Regions from separate parts of the Mus musculus genome. Here regions 2, 3, 4 and 5 are each linked to region 1. A link is a contact called in public HiChIP or PLAC-seq and promoter capture Hi-C data. All regions are on one chromosome and are shown on one strand. Each heading gives the region's core, a stretch centred on a gene start, on an enhancer-like site or on the middle of the called end of the contact. The rest is flanking DNA. Distances are from core to core; before and after follow the strand shown. Region 1 holds the start of Neu3 (neuraminidase 3). Region 2 overlaps Arrb1 (arrestin, beta 1). Region 3 holds the start of Tpbgl (trophoblast glycoprotein-like). Region 4 holds the start of Chrdl2 (chordin-like 2). Region 5 overlaps Slco2b1 (solute carrier organic anion transporter family, member 2b1).

Evidence for each region. Promoter capture Hi-C pulls out the DNA fragments that hold promoters and counts their contacts. HiChIP or PLAC-seq counts read pairs in DNA pulled down with a chosen protein or histone mark.
Region 2: a contact with region 1 is called in an H3K27ac HiChIP or PLAC-seq map of SST interneurons, with 4 times the contacts expected there. The contact joins the enhancer-like site here to the promoter of Neu3 in region 1. A contact is called at or near these places in 2 of 39 promoter capture datasets (cranial neural crest and hippocampal neurons), 1 of 15 datasets of contacts at CTCF or cohesin (stem cell-derived epiblast-like cells), 1 of 484 Hi-C or Micro-C datasets (bone marrow-derived macrophages), 6 of 115 datasets of contacts at active chromatin or transcription factors (SST interneurons, cardiomyocytes, craniofacial prominence and 3 more) and 3 of 9 other capture datasets (adipose tissue, embryonic stem cells and liver).
Region 3: a promoter capture Hi-C map of second pharyngeal arch cranial neural crest shows a contact between it and region 1. The contact joins the promoter of Tpbgl here to the promoter of Neu3 in region 1. A contact is called at or near these places in 29 of 39 promoter capture datasets (the 3T3-L1 cell line, 3T3-L1-derived adipocytes, the C10 cell line and 18 more), 3 of 15 datasets of contacts at CTCF or cohesin (CD8 T cells, large pre-B cells and stem cell-derived epiblast-like cells), 3 of 484 Hi-C or Micro-C datasets (bone marrow-derived macrophages and embryonic stem cells), 14 of 115 datasets of contacts at active chromatin or transcription factors (bone marrow-derived macrophages, cardiomyocytes, embryonic basal ganglia and 9 more) and 4 of 9 other capture datasets (adipose tissue, embryonic stem cells, liver and 1 more).
Region 4: a contact with region 1 is called in a promoter capture Hi-C map of stem cell-derived epiblast-like cells, with 3 times the contacts expected there. The contact joins the promoter of Chrdl2 here to the promoter of Neu3 in region 1. A contact is called at or near these places in 10 of 39 promoter capture datasets (cranial neural crest, embryonic stem cells, hematopoietic stem and progenitor cells and 4 more), 3 of 484 Hi-C or Micro-C datasets (the Ba/F3 cell line, large pre-B cells and pro-B cells) and 4 of 9 other capture datasets (adipose tissue, liver, macrophages and 1 more).
Region 5: a contact with region 1 is called in a promoter capture Hi-C map of liver. The contact joins the enhancer-like site here to the promoter of Neu3 in region 1. A contact is called at or near these places in 14 of 39 promoter capture datasets (the C10 cell line, the HPC-7 cell line, cranial neural crest and 9 more), 1 of 484 Hi-C or Micro-C datasets (bone marrow-derived macrophages), 8 of 115 datasets of contacts at active chromatin or transcription factors (Th17 cells, astrocytes, bone marrow-derived macrophages and 5 more) and 3 of 9 other capture datasets (adipose tissue, liver and pancreatic islet).

The regions. Positions count from the first base shown.
Region 1 is chr7:99,827,036-99,829,711 of GRCm38.p6, reverse strand. Neu3 (neuraminidase 3) reads left to right here and starts at 1,295. Exons shown (of 3, transcript NM_016720.2): 1 at 1,295-1,554.
Region 2 is chr7:99,582,992-99,585,667 of GRCm38.p6, reverse strand. It overlaps Arrb1 (arrestin, beta 1), which reads right to left. Exons shown (of 16, transcript NM_177231.2): 3 at 1,948-2,008. Among named protein-coding and RNA genes, the nearest start is that of Mir326, 32 kb to the right of the region's middle. Within about 2 kb of position 1,342, at least 18 of the 459 cell types and tissues checked have an H3K27ac peak or open chromatin away from gene starts, as enhancers often do. A contact at or near this core is called in SST interneurons, where this site is marked.
Region 3 is chr7:99,625,724-99,628,399 of GRCm38.p6, reverse strand. It overlaps Tpbgl (trophoblast glycoprotein-like), which reads left to right and starts at 1,297. Exons shown (of 1, transcript NM_001195529.1): 1 at 1,297-2,676. The coding sequence starts at 1,752.
Region 4 is chr7:100,005,087-100,007,762 of GRCm38.p6, reverse strand. Chrdl2 (chordin-like 2) reads right to left here and starts at 1,359. Exons shown (of 11, transcript NM_133709.3): 1 at 1,116-1,359. The coding sequence starts at 1,197.
Region 5 is chr7:99,663,480-99,666,155 of GRCm38.p6, reverse strand. Slco2b1 (solute carrier organic anion transporter family, member 2b1) reads left to right here. Exons shown (of 14, transcript NM_001252530.1): 10 at 1,212-1,377. Among named protein-coding and RNA genes, the nearest start is that of Gm25409, 11 kb to the right of the region's middle. Within about 2 kb of position 1,380, at least 96 of the 459 cell types and tissues checked have an H3K27ac peak or open chromatin away from gene starts, as enhancers often do. A contact at or near this core is called in adipose tissue and liver, where this site is marked.

The sequences.
Region 1 (2,676 bases), core at 46-2,545:
GACAAATTCCTTTATGTTTTACTTGGTTCCAACAAAAAAAATGAGTTTCAATTGTTTCTCTCCATGTGAGTTCTACTTCTGAGTATCAAGTTCACTTCAAAGAAAGAAGACCCCATATTCTTACACTGGAACTAGAGGAGGCAGCCATTTGGGAGAGAAACTCCTAACATGACTGGGATGAAATAAAAGGAAGTCACTTTGCTCCTTGGTGGACAGGGCCCTGCCCCCTGGCATCCTCACAGGCAGAGGAGGAATGGGGTCCGGCCGAATCGGCCCTGCTGTGCTGCTTTCTATCTTACTGTGGTTAGACCCACACTTGGGGGTGTGATTTCTTATATTATAAGGTGAAGGGTGCTATCATACATCTTACTATTATAAGTCAAATACAAGTCACTCCCCACAGGGTAATGCCACTATGCTAAATGTCCTAGTTCATTATGTTAACCTGGTACATAAGGAACCACTGTGAATTTTGATACCAATGTACTCCACATCTTGGTTTTTATGTTTGTTTGTTTGGGTTTTTGTTTTGGTCGTGACTTTTTCATTTTCTTTTTAGTCTCCTCTGGTAGCCTTGTTGACCTGATGGGTTTTGTTTGTTTGTTTGTTTCGGTTTGTTTTTTTGTTTGTTTGTTTGTTTGTGTTGTTGTTGTTTTTTTTTAACAGTCATTTTTAGCTTTCTTTGTCCCCACCCCTGGCTGATCTCTTAGATGCTGCAGTGTGTCAAGAGGGGCCTTTTCCTCTTTTGATTTTGGTAGGTGGGGAAGAATGGGATGGTCCTTGCGTGTGATTGTGAAACAAGAGAATGGATTCAGTACTTGGTGACAGATACATGTATGTAAATGTGTGTAGACAATATACAATAAGTTATCGAAGGTACAGGAGAGTGAACCTAGGACGTTGCACCTGCTAGGCGAGTGCTCTGCCACCTAACTGGTTTCTCGGCTCTGTTTATACTTTTTTTTAAAAATCTTGCGAGAAGGGCAATTGTTCAGGGTGGCCTTAAACTCATTTTGTAGTCCAGACAGATGAAATTTAACAGTCTCTACCACACTAGCAAAGTCCACAGCCCCGCACCACCAGGCCCTGATAAATATATACATTTTGGAACCTTTTGCAAGGAGAATGTCCAGTGCTTTGTGTGAAAACACCCCCTTCCACCTTTTATCTTTTTAGGAGTCCCCTCTGAGCCTCGGAACCTTTGTTCGACAATTAGACTGTCTAGGGAAGTTTTAGGCGGTGATACCTTCCACAGACCAATCGTTAAGGGCGTGGAGAAGCAAGCAGGGCGGGCACTGCGCGGTGAAGGGGCGTGGCCTGGCCGGGGAGGTTGACACCCAGACGCTGCTCTCAGTCCTCTGGCGCCTGCTCCCCAGCGCATTCCTTCTGCTCCTGGGATATTTGTCTCATTACTGCCAGTTCTTGCGCAGCGGTCACTGGGTTCGTTTCAGCGTCTGTGGTTTCTGTCGCTGTTATCCAGTCTCCATCGCCCCAGCTCAGCTTCAGGCCTTCTTCCGAGACTCCACGGGAGAGCCCAGAGAGCCTCCGGAGCCGGTGAGCTGGGGTGAGAGTCACCCGGAATTCGGCCGGGGACTGTGGGGACCTGCATCAGGAAGGAAGACTGAGTCAGCCAGAATCAGCTAGGACCATTCTACTTTTGCTTTCTTCCATCTAAAGCCAAACTTCAGCTGTAGTTTAGAACTGTGGGAACAAACCGAGACTGTGAAGTCTTCTTACTATAGAGGAGTTGTGGGCGACCAAAAAGGTTCCAAGGTGGAATGTTTTTGATACTAGATTTGCAACTGAGTGGTCTCCCCTAAGTTTTCCTCTTCAAACAAGGCTGACTTCAGAAGTCGTGCTAAACTGTACTCTCCCCAAGAAAGAGAATAGAGAGGACTTGGTTGGAAGGTGAGAGAGTATGGAACAGTAATTAATAATCAGAATTATCTGCTAAAGCAAACAACTCCAAAGCAGACCTGTACTAGATTCTTCTCAGCCCCTAGTTCTGAGCACATAGTTTGGGTGAATCCTTTAGGTGTGACCAGGCCACTGTGTTACCACTGTCATCATTATTATTAGAATAATCATAGTGAAAATTAATGACAATTTAATTGTTGAGGTGATGGCAGAACCAAAACTGAATTGTAAAAAGGTCAGCATTCACAATAATTAAAGACATCAATTTGTATAGTGCCTTAACGTTTATAAAGCATTTTTGAATGGTCCTGATAAGTACACATTACTAACCTTTAACAAATGAGAGCCAGTCATGGGGCCTGGCTCCTGTTAATCCAAGCACTCAGGAGGCTGGGGCATGAGAATCACAAGTTCAAGACCAGCCCAGGTGCTAAGAGGAGGTTGTAATTGATAGAATAATGCAGTGCTTAATGATGGGGCTTGGTACTGAGAACACAACAATGATGTGGTTTCATTGTGAGAACTTCATCAGTGTGTATGCACATCGTATGGCTCAGCTAGGCTGTATGGAGAATATATATATATATATATATATATATATATATATATATATATATATTCCATATATATGCCTATTGCGGCTGGAGCCATGATGAGTGAAACATGAAATGAAGTCAAACACAAGAAAAAATGGTGTCAAGAGATTCTGAAAGCATGGATTGTGTGAGGCTGCTGCCAGCTAAGGTAATATGCTGTTTC
Region 2 (2,676 bases), core at 93-2,592, 240 kb after region 1:
TTTCCATTCATGATGGGCATCACCTATATGCCATGTCCTGTACTGACCGGGCACCAGGAGCTCAGCTGAGGGTAAATACAATGTCCCAGTGAAGACACATGACCCTCCAGCAGTGTTTCCTCAATAGGGTCAAAGGGGATGACTTGGAGCCTGGCCCCACAGAACGAGGCAGGGTTAGATGACCAAGAGACATGTCAAGAAAGCTGGAAGGGAAAGTTCAGCTCAGTGGCCAGAGAGGAGGAGAGGATTCCCAGAGCTGGTGCAAATATTCCATCAGCTGGGTGCTGGGCCCTGGGCTAGCACCAGGTCCCTGCCCCAGATGGGATGGCGGAGAGAAGGGAAGACAGGATCAGTTCAGAGAGGCAGTGTCACAGGCAGAAGGCTTCTTACTGAGGCAAATGAGCAAGCCTGGACCATGCCCTAAGAATTCATTGGGTCGGGGCTGGTGAGATGGCTCAGTGGGTAAGAGCACCCAACTGCTCTTCCGAAGGTCAGGAGTTCAAATCCCAGCAACCACATGGTGGCTCACAACCACCCATAACAAGATCTGACTCCCTCTTCTGGAGTGTATGAAGACAGCTACAGTGTACTTACATATAATCAATAAATAAATCTTTAAAAAAAAAAAGAATTCATTGGGTCCTCAGGTCCTGCAGGGAATCTGGCATGGATAAGGACCCTCCAGTGCCAATGTGTGTACTGGAGATCTAGTTCTCTTCTCCTCTCAGCTGTCCACAGCCTCTGCTGTACTCGGGTTATGTTCAACACTGGCCCACAGAGAACTCTCAGAAACCTCTGCCTGAAACCGAACACAGGTGAACCCAGGGCCCAGGGCCTCGGAAAAGTCAGTTCTGGAGAAGATGTAAATAGTGGGACATCAGAAGGCCTACAAGCAAGGCTGGAGAGGTCAACTAGGTGGTTCTGTTCCAGGTCCTAAAGGAAGGGGCCTGGATCTTCAGCTTGTAGCCCTGTCAACACCCGTAGGCTCAGGGCCCGAGGCTTCTGCTTATATTCACAAAGCTCTTTTCTCTATGAGCTGAAATCTGCTGCTATGCTTTGCCTTCTGGACTCTGGCACAGCAAGGGTCCCTCAGCCCAAGGACGGTGCACAAGAGCACAGCATCATCTCTGAGACGATTTCTGAGGCCAGTTTCTTCACCAGGCCTCAGTTTGAATCACTGTGACACCCACCTCCCTTTTTCATGGTCATCTTTTTTTAAAAAATAACAATCTGGGCTCAGTGCTTCCATTTGTAAATCGGATGACTCTGAGCCTCCCCATACAACAAGAAAAGAGCCTGTGAGACCAACGACTTTCTACAGAAGCAGCTGTTGTGAGCATGGGCAATTTACTCCCACGGAGTCATTTAGCACATTGTCCTAACTGTGGTGGTGGTAGGGGTAGTTCTTGTATCTAATGGGCAGGGACCAGGGACGCTGGCAAACATCCTGCAATGTCCAGGCAGACGTATGCTACCAACTGAGAATAATACAAACCAAGATGGCAACATTTCCAAGAGACAGAAACCCTGAACTCAGCCAAGCCCTTGGGAGCCAATCTCAGCTGTGACACAGCATCTCCGGCAGAGTCCCGTCTAGGTAAGAACACTCCCTGTTTCAGAAATCCTAAGAAAGATTTCCCTAGGAGACAGCAGAGACGGAGGCTAGAATTTTGACTCAGCAGCTTTGTGACCTGGAACAAGTTGCTAAGCCTCTCTGTGCCTCATTCTGTCCAGAAAGCAGGAGTTATCACTGCTGCACAGCAGGCCTTATGTAAGATGTGGCTGCTGCTGTTCTGCTCCTAGCCTTGGAGCAGTCAGAGGCCTCTGTCTTGAATAGGGAGGAGCTGTCCAGAAGCCTGCTTCCTGAAGCAGGAAGCCATGCCTACCCATTCTGTGTGTCAGAGCTCTGGAGATAGGGCTCTCCCTAGCCCACCGACCAGCACTCACCCACGGGGTCCACGAGGTCAATGTGGTCCACAAAGTCCCGCTTTCCCAGGTAGACAGTGAGCTAGGGAGGAGAGGCACAAGAGCATTAGTGGCTGTGGAACAGCAGAACACAGGACCCTACCCTGAAGCCAACGCTGGCACCTACACACATTCCTAACCCTTAGTGGAACCACAGCAAGATACGACTCCTTGCCCCAAACCTAATATTAACAATAATAAACCTTTGAAAAGTTTTAAACACCTCTGCCTCCCAAAGCCCTAGGAAAGAGTTGTTATTCTTCCCATTTTAGAGATAAACACATTGAGGCCTAGGGTGTTCTTCAAACCAAACACCACTGAGCAGTTGGGGGCAAAGCTGCAGGGGCAAAGCAGAACACAACAGGAAAGTGAGGTAACCTGGGGAGGTTTGGGGGGACAGGCAGACAAGCCAAGTGCTCCCTGCAAGTGCTGACGCTGTCTCTGGGCTCTTCAGCTATCTCCCTGCACCAGGCAGGATGTTGTCTCTGGGGCACTGAGGAGTTGGGGAGCTAGCTTCCCTAGCCAGTCAGCGGCCAGAGAACAAGGGCTCCGAGCCAGACCTAGCTCCACTGAGCTGGGAGCACCATCCTAAATGTCCCCTGGTCCTCGGCCTTGCCTCAGTCCTGACCCCTGCATTCCGTCCTGTTTCTCAAGGGTGACTGAACCACTCAGCCCTTTTGACATTAGGCAGCCTCCAGCTGGGACTGTTCA
Region 3 (2,676 bases), core at 48-2,547, 200 kb after region 1:
CACACATGGGCATGTGTAAGTCTGTTTGTGTAAAGTTTGCCTTTTTGTGTAGAGGCACACGTGTGTAAACTCAGGTGGCCATGTATACAGACATGTCCAGCTCTAAAAGCTACTACTGTCATCTGCTAGCATCTGGAGGTTATCATGGAGACAGGACTAGGTCAATATGAGCTGAGGGAGTCCAGCAAGATCACCAGCCTGGTCCTTAGTGTTGGTATTTGCCTGAGACCCAGGGAATGCAGGATATGCCTCAGAAAGTGGTTTCAATTTGCTGGTCGATCTTCTAAATGCAACTTCAGGGAAGAAACCAACCAGTAGTCTTCAGTTCAGGAGAAAGAGACTGACTGATGCTTATGGGGAGGAGGGGAGCCTCTATCCCAACCAGCTCTGCCAAGTAAGATACTCGAATGGCCTGCAGATCAAATGTCAGCTTCTCCAACCTGAATAATTCATGCCAAGACCAGGAATGCTCCCTCCTCTGGAGTCTGTCTCTTTAAATCAGGTCTTGAGCTTCTCAATTCTGGAGGAAAAAAAAAGTAAATAAGTAAAACCCAGAAAGAAAGAAAAACAAAACAAAACAAAACAAGCCTATTAACAGCTCAGCCCCCACCTCAGCCCTGGATTTTACCACACCCCCACCCTCCACTACAAAATCAGTTCCTGATTTTCCTGCTCCTAGAGCCCTCTCCCCAACCGGCACACCACTCAATATTGACTGGTAGGGCAATTTGGAGGGGAAGGGGCACAGTATCCTGGCAGTACTCAGTGCTGGGGCGGGGTGGGCAAGCAAAGAGCTGAATCACTCCACCCACCGCTCCCTGAGCCTAGGAGGGGCCCAGCCTGAAAGGTGGAACCAATGGGAGTGGTCTTGGCAGAGGCAGAGCAGCCTGAATTAGGGCGCGGGAGATGTGGGGACAGAGGGTGTTTTAGAACATAGAAGAGGGTCGATAAAAGACTGGACACACAGGACCTGCAGAGTTTTAGACACAGCCTAAGGGAACTGGGTTCGCAAAGGAGACATCCAAGGCTAGGGATTTTCCAGGCTCGCTCCCTTAGCACAGCTCCTTTCCTTGACTACAAGAAGAGTAACTTTGTCAGCCCACCCCTCAGCCCTGCCTCCTTTTCTAGGGACAGCTCTAAACTCTCCCACCTTCTCTGGGTGCACAGATCCACCTGCCAGGTCAGCCCTGAGGGCCCCGCCCCACGTGTGCTTCGGAGGGAGGAGGAAAGAAGCTGCCTAAACGAAGGGGGTGGGGAAAGAAGCAAGTCAGAGCTTGGGGAGCCAAACTTCTCAGCAGCTCGTGAACTAGAGAGCAGGGGAGCAAGAGAGCGCAGCGGCCCTAAGCCTGCATCTCCGGAGCCTCCCACCCCGCCTCCCTTGCGAGGAGGTGCGGAGACTCCGCTGGGGGCGGAGGAGGCGGCCAGGAGGCGGGGAGGGGGAGGCAAACCCTGCCCACTCGGCTCGGAGCCCGGAACAGCCGCGGAAGTCGGAGGCCGGAGCGCAGGGCGACGAGGGCAGCGAGGGCGGGGGGCTCCGCTCCCCGCCTGACCCCTGTAGCCCCCAGCCATCAAAGTGAAGGCTCCTCGGACTTTACAAGCTGGAGGACGGACCGGTCGGAACTGTCAGCTGCTCCGGGTCAAGGTCTAGCCCACAGCCACCTTCCCGTGCCACCCCCATCCCATCATCTCCAAACGCTCCCAATTCACTGGTGAGCGCTGCGGGCCGGGGGCTGGATGCGGGGACGGCCGCGATGGCCCCGCGCGCGGGACAGCGGGGGCTCTGGAGCCCGCTGCCAGGGCTGCTGCTCTTGGCGGCGGCGCTGAGCCGGCCCGCCGCGCCCTGTCCCTTCCAGTGTTACTGCTTCGGCAGCCCCCGGTTAATGTTGCGCTGCGCGTCGGGCGCGGAGCTCCGGCAGCCGCCCCGGGACGTGCCACCCGACGCGCGCAACCTCACCATCGTGGGCGCCAACCTGACCGTGCTGCGCGCCGCAGCCTTCGCGGGAGGGGGCGAGGGGGCGACGGACGGCGTGCGCCTACCGCTCCTTACCGCGCTGCGCCTCACACACAACAACATCGAGGTAGTAGAGGACGGTGCCTTCGACGGGTTGCCCAGCCTGGCGGCACTCGACCTAAGCCACAACCCGCTACGCGCCCTGGGCTACCGCGCCTTTCGCGGGCTGCCTGCGCTGCGCTCACTACAGCTCAATCACGCGCTGGCTCGAGGCAGCCCCGGGATGCTGGATGCACTGGACGCCGCTCTGGCCCCCCTGGCCGAGCTTCGCCTGCTGGGCTTGGTAGGCAACGCGCTGAGCCGCCTGCCACTCGCCGCGCTGCGCCTGCCCCGCCTGGAGCAGCTGGATGCGCGTGTCAACGCGCTGGCCGGCCTGGGCCCGGACGAGCTGAGCGCGCTTGAGCGCGATGGCGACCTGCCCCAGCCGCGCCTGCTGCTGGCGGACAACCCACTGAGCTGTGGGTGCACCTCGCGCCCCCTGCTGGCCTGGCTGCACAACGCCACCGAGCGCGTACCCGACGCGCGCCGCCTGCGCTGCGCTTCCCCGCGCGTACTGTTGGACCGGCCTCTGATAGACCTGGACGAGGCGCGACTAGGTTGCTCCGACGGCGATGCACACGAGAGCGGGGAAGGGATAGACGTCGCCGGCCCGGAGTTGGAAGCCT
Region 4 (2,676 bases), core at 110-2,609, 180 kb before region 1:
GTCTTATGAGACATGAGGGTGTCCATAATTCTCATGCCACTGACAGGCTAGGGGACGTCAGACAGACATGCAACATTTCCATTCCCAGAAGCAGGACAGAATCTAGCCTCACTAGCTCCACAAAGCCAGTAGCCAGTCAGAAGCAGAGCTGGCAGGTGGAGCCAAGCCTGGAAAAGGTTGTCAGCTAGGGGGTGGGGACCTGGGTCTTCAAGTTTGGTGGCCTGGAGCAAACTACTGTCCTTGTTGGGCTCTGTTTCTTTATTGGGGAGGTTCAGAAGGAGTCACCAGCATAAGGAGGGGCAGTTAGGAAACAGAGGCTGTGGTCCTGCATAACCTACTGTTTGAAGTGGAAACTCTGGGGGCTTAGGCAGCTGATACACTTTGATGAGGCCACCTTGTAGCATCTCTATACAAGCTGCTCTGCCTGCTCCCTGTCATTTAATACATTTAACGGCTTTAAGAGGCTCCTATTTTATAGATTAGAAAAGAGATGGTGAGGTGCCCTCCGTGTCTGACCCATCAGCTGGCACACAGTGAGGCTGGGAAGATGAAGAACCTCATCTTTTTTCACCACGCCCCGATGCCTTCCAGTCTCACAGCCCCACATCGGGGTGTCTCCCAGACGCTGTAAAGGCAGGATTTGGAATTAGACTCTTGGCTTTGGATAGCTTACCAGCTTCGGAAACTTTCTTCTCTTTGCCCTGCCGATTTTACTCATCAATTAAATGTAATGATGACACCTCATGGAGTGTTGTGAGTATCAAAAGCGATAATGGACTCCACTTTGTTCATCTTTCAGCCCAGGAGCTCATCAGCCTTTCCGTCTTTCACACTCAACACATCAGGCTGCTGGGAGTAAAGTCCCTTCCCACAATGCACACTGCTCTTCCCCCAGCAGCACCCCAGAAAGAAACTCTGCCAAACTTTTCTCCCCCCAAGACTCACCAGCCCACACTGGTCATGGAGCAACATCTACCCCTGCTATGCAGGTGCTGCCTGGATAAATGCAAGCGTTAAGGGGTCCCCAGGTCCTAACTAACATCTTCCAGCAAAGTACATCCCACTGGTTCGCATCCCTCCCCTGCCTGCCCAGACTTTGCCTGGTTTCTACTTACGGGATAGTGCTTGCGAGTCCAACGGGAGCCAGAACATCACGAGTCCCAGCAAAGAGGGGATGATCCTCACCCCGGGAACCATCCTTCCTTGTCCCAAGGTCAGACAACCCCGGGATGAGCCGGGAGAAAGTGAGATAAGGACACAAGTAAGTCCTCAGAGGACCAAGTAGGACCGCTGCTTGAGGAGTCGGAAAAGCAAAGATGAAGAGGAGCCAAGGACAGGAGAGGTCTAAGGTGAGGATGAGAGGACGGTGGGGAGGGGACGAGGAGAAGAGAGAGAGAGAGAGAGAGAGAGAGAGAGAGAGAGAGAGAGAGAGAGAGAGAGAGAGAGAGAGAGAGAGAGAAATTAGTTGGGGAAATGAAGAAAAAGGCTATGGCAGAGAGGGAGAAGGTGCTAGCTAGAGAACCGGGATCTGCGGGGTGCGGTCACCGGGGTGCAGTGTCCCTGTGGCGCTGGCTGGCGGCGGCGCGGCGGCGCGGGGTCCGGCGCGGGTCTGGGGCGCGGTGGGGCGACAAGACCCTCGGTGGCGGCGCGGGGGAGGTTGAGCGCTGCCGCTGTGCACGCCTCGGGCGCCAGACGCCGCGCTCGGGCGCATTTGTACTTTGCCGCGGGAAGCCTGCAGCCCTGGGCCGCCCTAATGCTGGCGCCTCCTCTGAGGCACCGCGAGCTCGTGGATTGGCCACGAGAAACAAGCCCATTTCTCCCCCTCCCCTTTAGTGCAGGGCTGGGAACCTTCGCTCCAGGCAAGGCGCCGAGTGGAGACGAGGGGGCTGGGGAGGGGGAAGGGGGCCACAGACGCCCCGGGTTTTAACCCCTGGCTCCCCGCGGTACGCAGCCTGCAAGGGGAACCAACCCAGTTAGATTTCAGATGAAACTGAGTGGGGAAGGTCATAGTACGGGTCTGGGAATCTCAGGATTGGGTATTTGGTGGGGGAGTGCAGAGACACTTGCCATTTTGAACACAGTCTGTGTGCTTGCACATAGCGCCTAGGAGAAAGGTTTTCTCTCCAGCACTAAGATAATGATTTGAGTTACTTTAAAAGTCTTCAATATCGTCCTGCAAATGTCGCAAAGGATTAAATAAGATTTGGAACATCAAAGCACTTCAACTTTGGAGGAAAGCCATTTCAGGTACCTGGAATCTCCCATTGGCAGGTGGTGGTCCTAGGCATCATCCCCAGATGAGAGGTAGCTTTGCTATGGAGTCACTGCTGCTACCACTTACCAAGCAGCCCAGGATGAACTCTTTCTACAGGCGAGGCCCCACTGCTCTGCATGCGCCAGTGACAGCCAGGGTCAGAGCTTTGTCCTTTCACCAGAAGGTGAGCACGCTGATCCAGAACCCCAGCAGCCTGGGCAGGCTGTTGCTCCAGACCTCATGTTAGGTGAGCTCCTGAACTAATAGGACCCTAAGAAAAGAACAAGCTCTGTCCACCCCAGAGCACACAGGCTCTGCAATGAGAGGGCAGACTCAAGGTGCTGGCGCCATCCACAGCTTGCTGGGCCACTGTGGGCAAACACAGTCGTCCTGGCTTTGGACCTTGATTCCTGAGCATCTCT
Region 5 (2,676 bases), core at 131-2,630, 160 kb after region 1:
GTGTACGGGCCACACCCTATGGGCCCACAGGAAGCCCCAAGCCTGAGCAATTATGTTTCATGTCAAGTCAGTGGGGATTTTAAGCAAAGGGGCAATGATAGAACCCATTAGAAAGACTGCATGGAGACTTTATGAAGCACACGCGGGTGGAGTGGGGTGGGGTGAGGTGGGGGAGCCTTGAGCCTGCTGAGTGTGTAAGAGGCCCTGGCTCTGGGCAGGTGTCCATGACACTAGTTGTACAGGAATAGGGACTTTCCCCAGTTCACTCAACTGGTCTCAGGCCATCCTGCTTGCCTGTGTCTTCTTTCTCCCCTCCTCCCTCAGTCTTGACATCGCATCTCACCCATATTCTCACCAAAGATCTTATAATTGATGCGCTCCAAGTTCTAGTTCACTGAGGCTTTCCGAGGCCAATGGAGTTTCCCTCTTGTGTTCCTCTGAGTCTCCATGAGATCTCTATAATCGCTTCTGTTGATAGACCCACTTTACTGAAGATACGGTGTCACCTGGCAAGGGTGTTGTGTTTCCTCCTGGCATGAAAGCCAGGCTACAGCCTATGTCCCAAAGCTGTTCTCTAGCCCCCAACCCAGGGTGCTCACCCCTTTAGACTCAGCCTCTCTTCTAGCTCCAGCTCCTATCCAACCTCAGTTCTCCAGCTAGGGTAGAGCACGCCTGGGATCCTGGGGCAGGTCCTCTGGTGGGGGCACTTGACACTGTGAGCAGGACAGGAGAATGACCACAGAGGTCGTGAGACTTCAGGAAAGCGACAGTGAGAAGGGAACCCCAGCCCAGATTACAGAGAAATTACCGTCCCGCAGGGAGGAAGGCATAGGTTAGAGGCCCCACAGCTGCTCCATCTCCTGCCAGGGCCCACCGCAGCTGTCCTTGGCTGAGACAAAGTAACAATTCAGCTCAAAGAGAGAATGGCCCCTTCATCTGACACTCACTTCTGGAAGGGATTTCAATTGTGTTCCATCCAAATACAGGAATATTTGCAGAAGCTCCCAGACATGTAGAATCCAGGGTTGAAAGGGCACTCCACAGCCCAGACTCCTCACTCCCCCATCAGGAAAGTTCCTTAAGCGGTTCTCCCTCAGGGAACAGCTGCAGCTGAAATCACTGGCCACTCCTCTCAGAGTAGGAGCCAGGCTTCAGCCAGAGGCCTGAGAGAAGAGAGCCCAGCCAAACACATTTGCCTCTTCTCTGTCTAGTGCCCAGCCAGGGCCAAGCCTGTTTCCTGGCTGCTCAGAGCCCTGCTCCTGCCAATCAGATGACTTTAACCCTGTTTGTGATACCAGTGCCTATGTGGAGTACACCACACCCTGCCATGCAGGCTGCACAGGTCGTGTCGTCCAGGAGGCTCTGGGCAAAAGCCAGGTAAGGCCAACCTCCCACACACCCTACTCCTCCTATCACACATGCTGCCTGTCACTCTGAACCTCTTGCTTTCCCTCTGTCTCTGCCTCGTTCCTCTGCTTTGGCAAGTGCAGAGCCCCGTTCTGTCAACAAGTTTCGTTGCCAGCTAGGGCTCAGGGAGGTGAGCCTGAGCTCCCAGCTGCTAGCTTGCTTGAGGAAATGACCCACAGGAACTCCAGGCTACAGATGGACAGAAGTGGTCCCTACCAGTACATACAAGCGTGGAAAGGGACACAGCCCATCTGGGAGGGTCTCTGAGGGCCCCAAAAGAAGCACCATCTGTGACAGATCTTCCGGGATCATTAGGAAAATAAGGGCTTGGGATGGGAGGACTTTCTAGGCAGGACAGCAGCATATGTAGAGATTTTAGGAACACACACTTTGTGTGTCTTGCTAGACTTCCCTCCCCACCCAGGTCTTGCACTGAGTGGTTTACCGGGTGAGTTTACTAGCAAGGAAGCAGAAAAGCCACAGTTCCTAGGAGATTTTAAGCACTTACTTTTTTTATGCCCATTGTATAGATAATAAATGAAGGCCTGGGAAAGGACTAAGCAGTGCCCAAGGTCTTATACCAGAGCTGGGACTAGAATCAAGGTCTCTGGTCCGAAGCCTGCACTGGATTCAGAGGATCCACCACTCAGGAGGGTCAGCGCTCAGGGATTCTTTCCAGCCTGGGGTTGATTGGCTCTTGTCACATGTAACTCCTTGGTTCATCATAAGAACCTGGGCCCAGGAATGGGCTGGTCCATGCCCAAGGTGCACTCAGGTAGAGACAGAGTAAGATCTCAGGCTTATAAGGCAAAGTCATCCCTGTGGGGGAGACTGGAGACGTCTGTGAGGACCTCCCACCATGGACATAGATGCCTATGAGGAAAGCTTGGAGAAGAATCTAGAAAGCAGTGTCCAGCCTTGGTGTCCACCCCAGCTGTCCTTCCAAGCAAAGGAGCAGTGTTGGAGCTACCTGCCAGTCCTCTGCTTTGGCATGTTTTTCCATGACCTGACTCCAGGGCGTCTGCAGCTCAGCGGGCTGCTCCGCATGTAACTGAAGCCTAAAGGCCACTCCTTACATATGTGAAGCGCTGCGAGGGCTTAGAGTTCTGCCAGTACAGCCTGGCCATACCTAGCAGCTCTGCATGGCAATAGGTGGACATCCCAGTGGCCCCTCCCTCTGCCATCCTATCTTTCTTCTTTCATTAGTTCTATCTCCTAAATACTTCGCCTCAAAAGTCTTTCCCCATGCACCCTGACAGTGGGAACTTC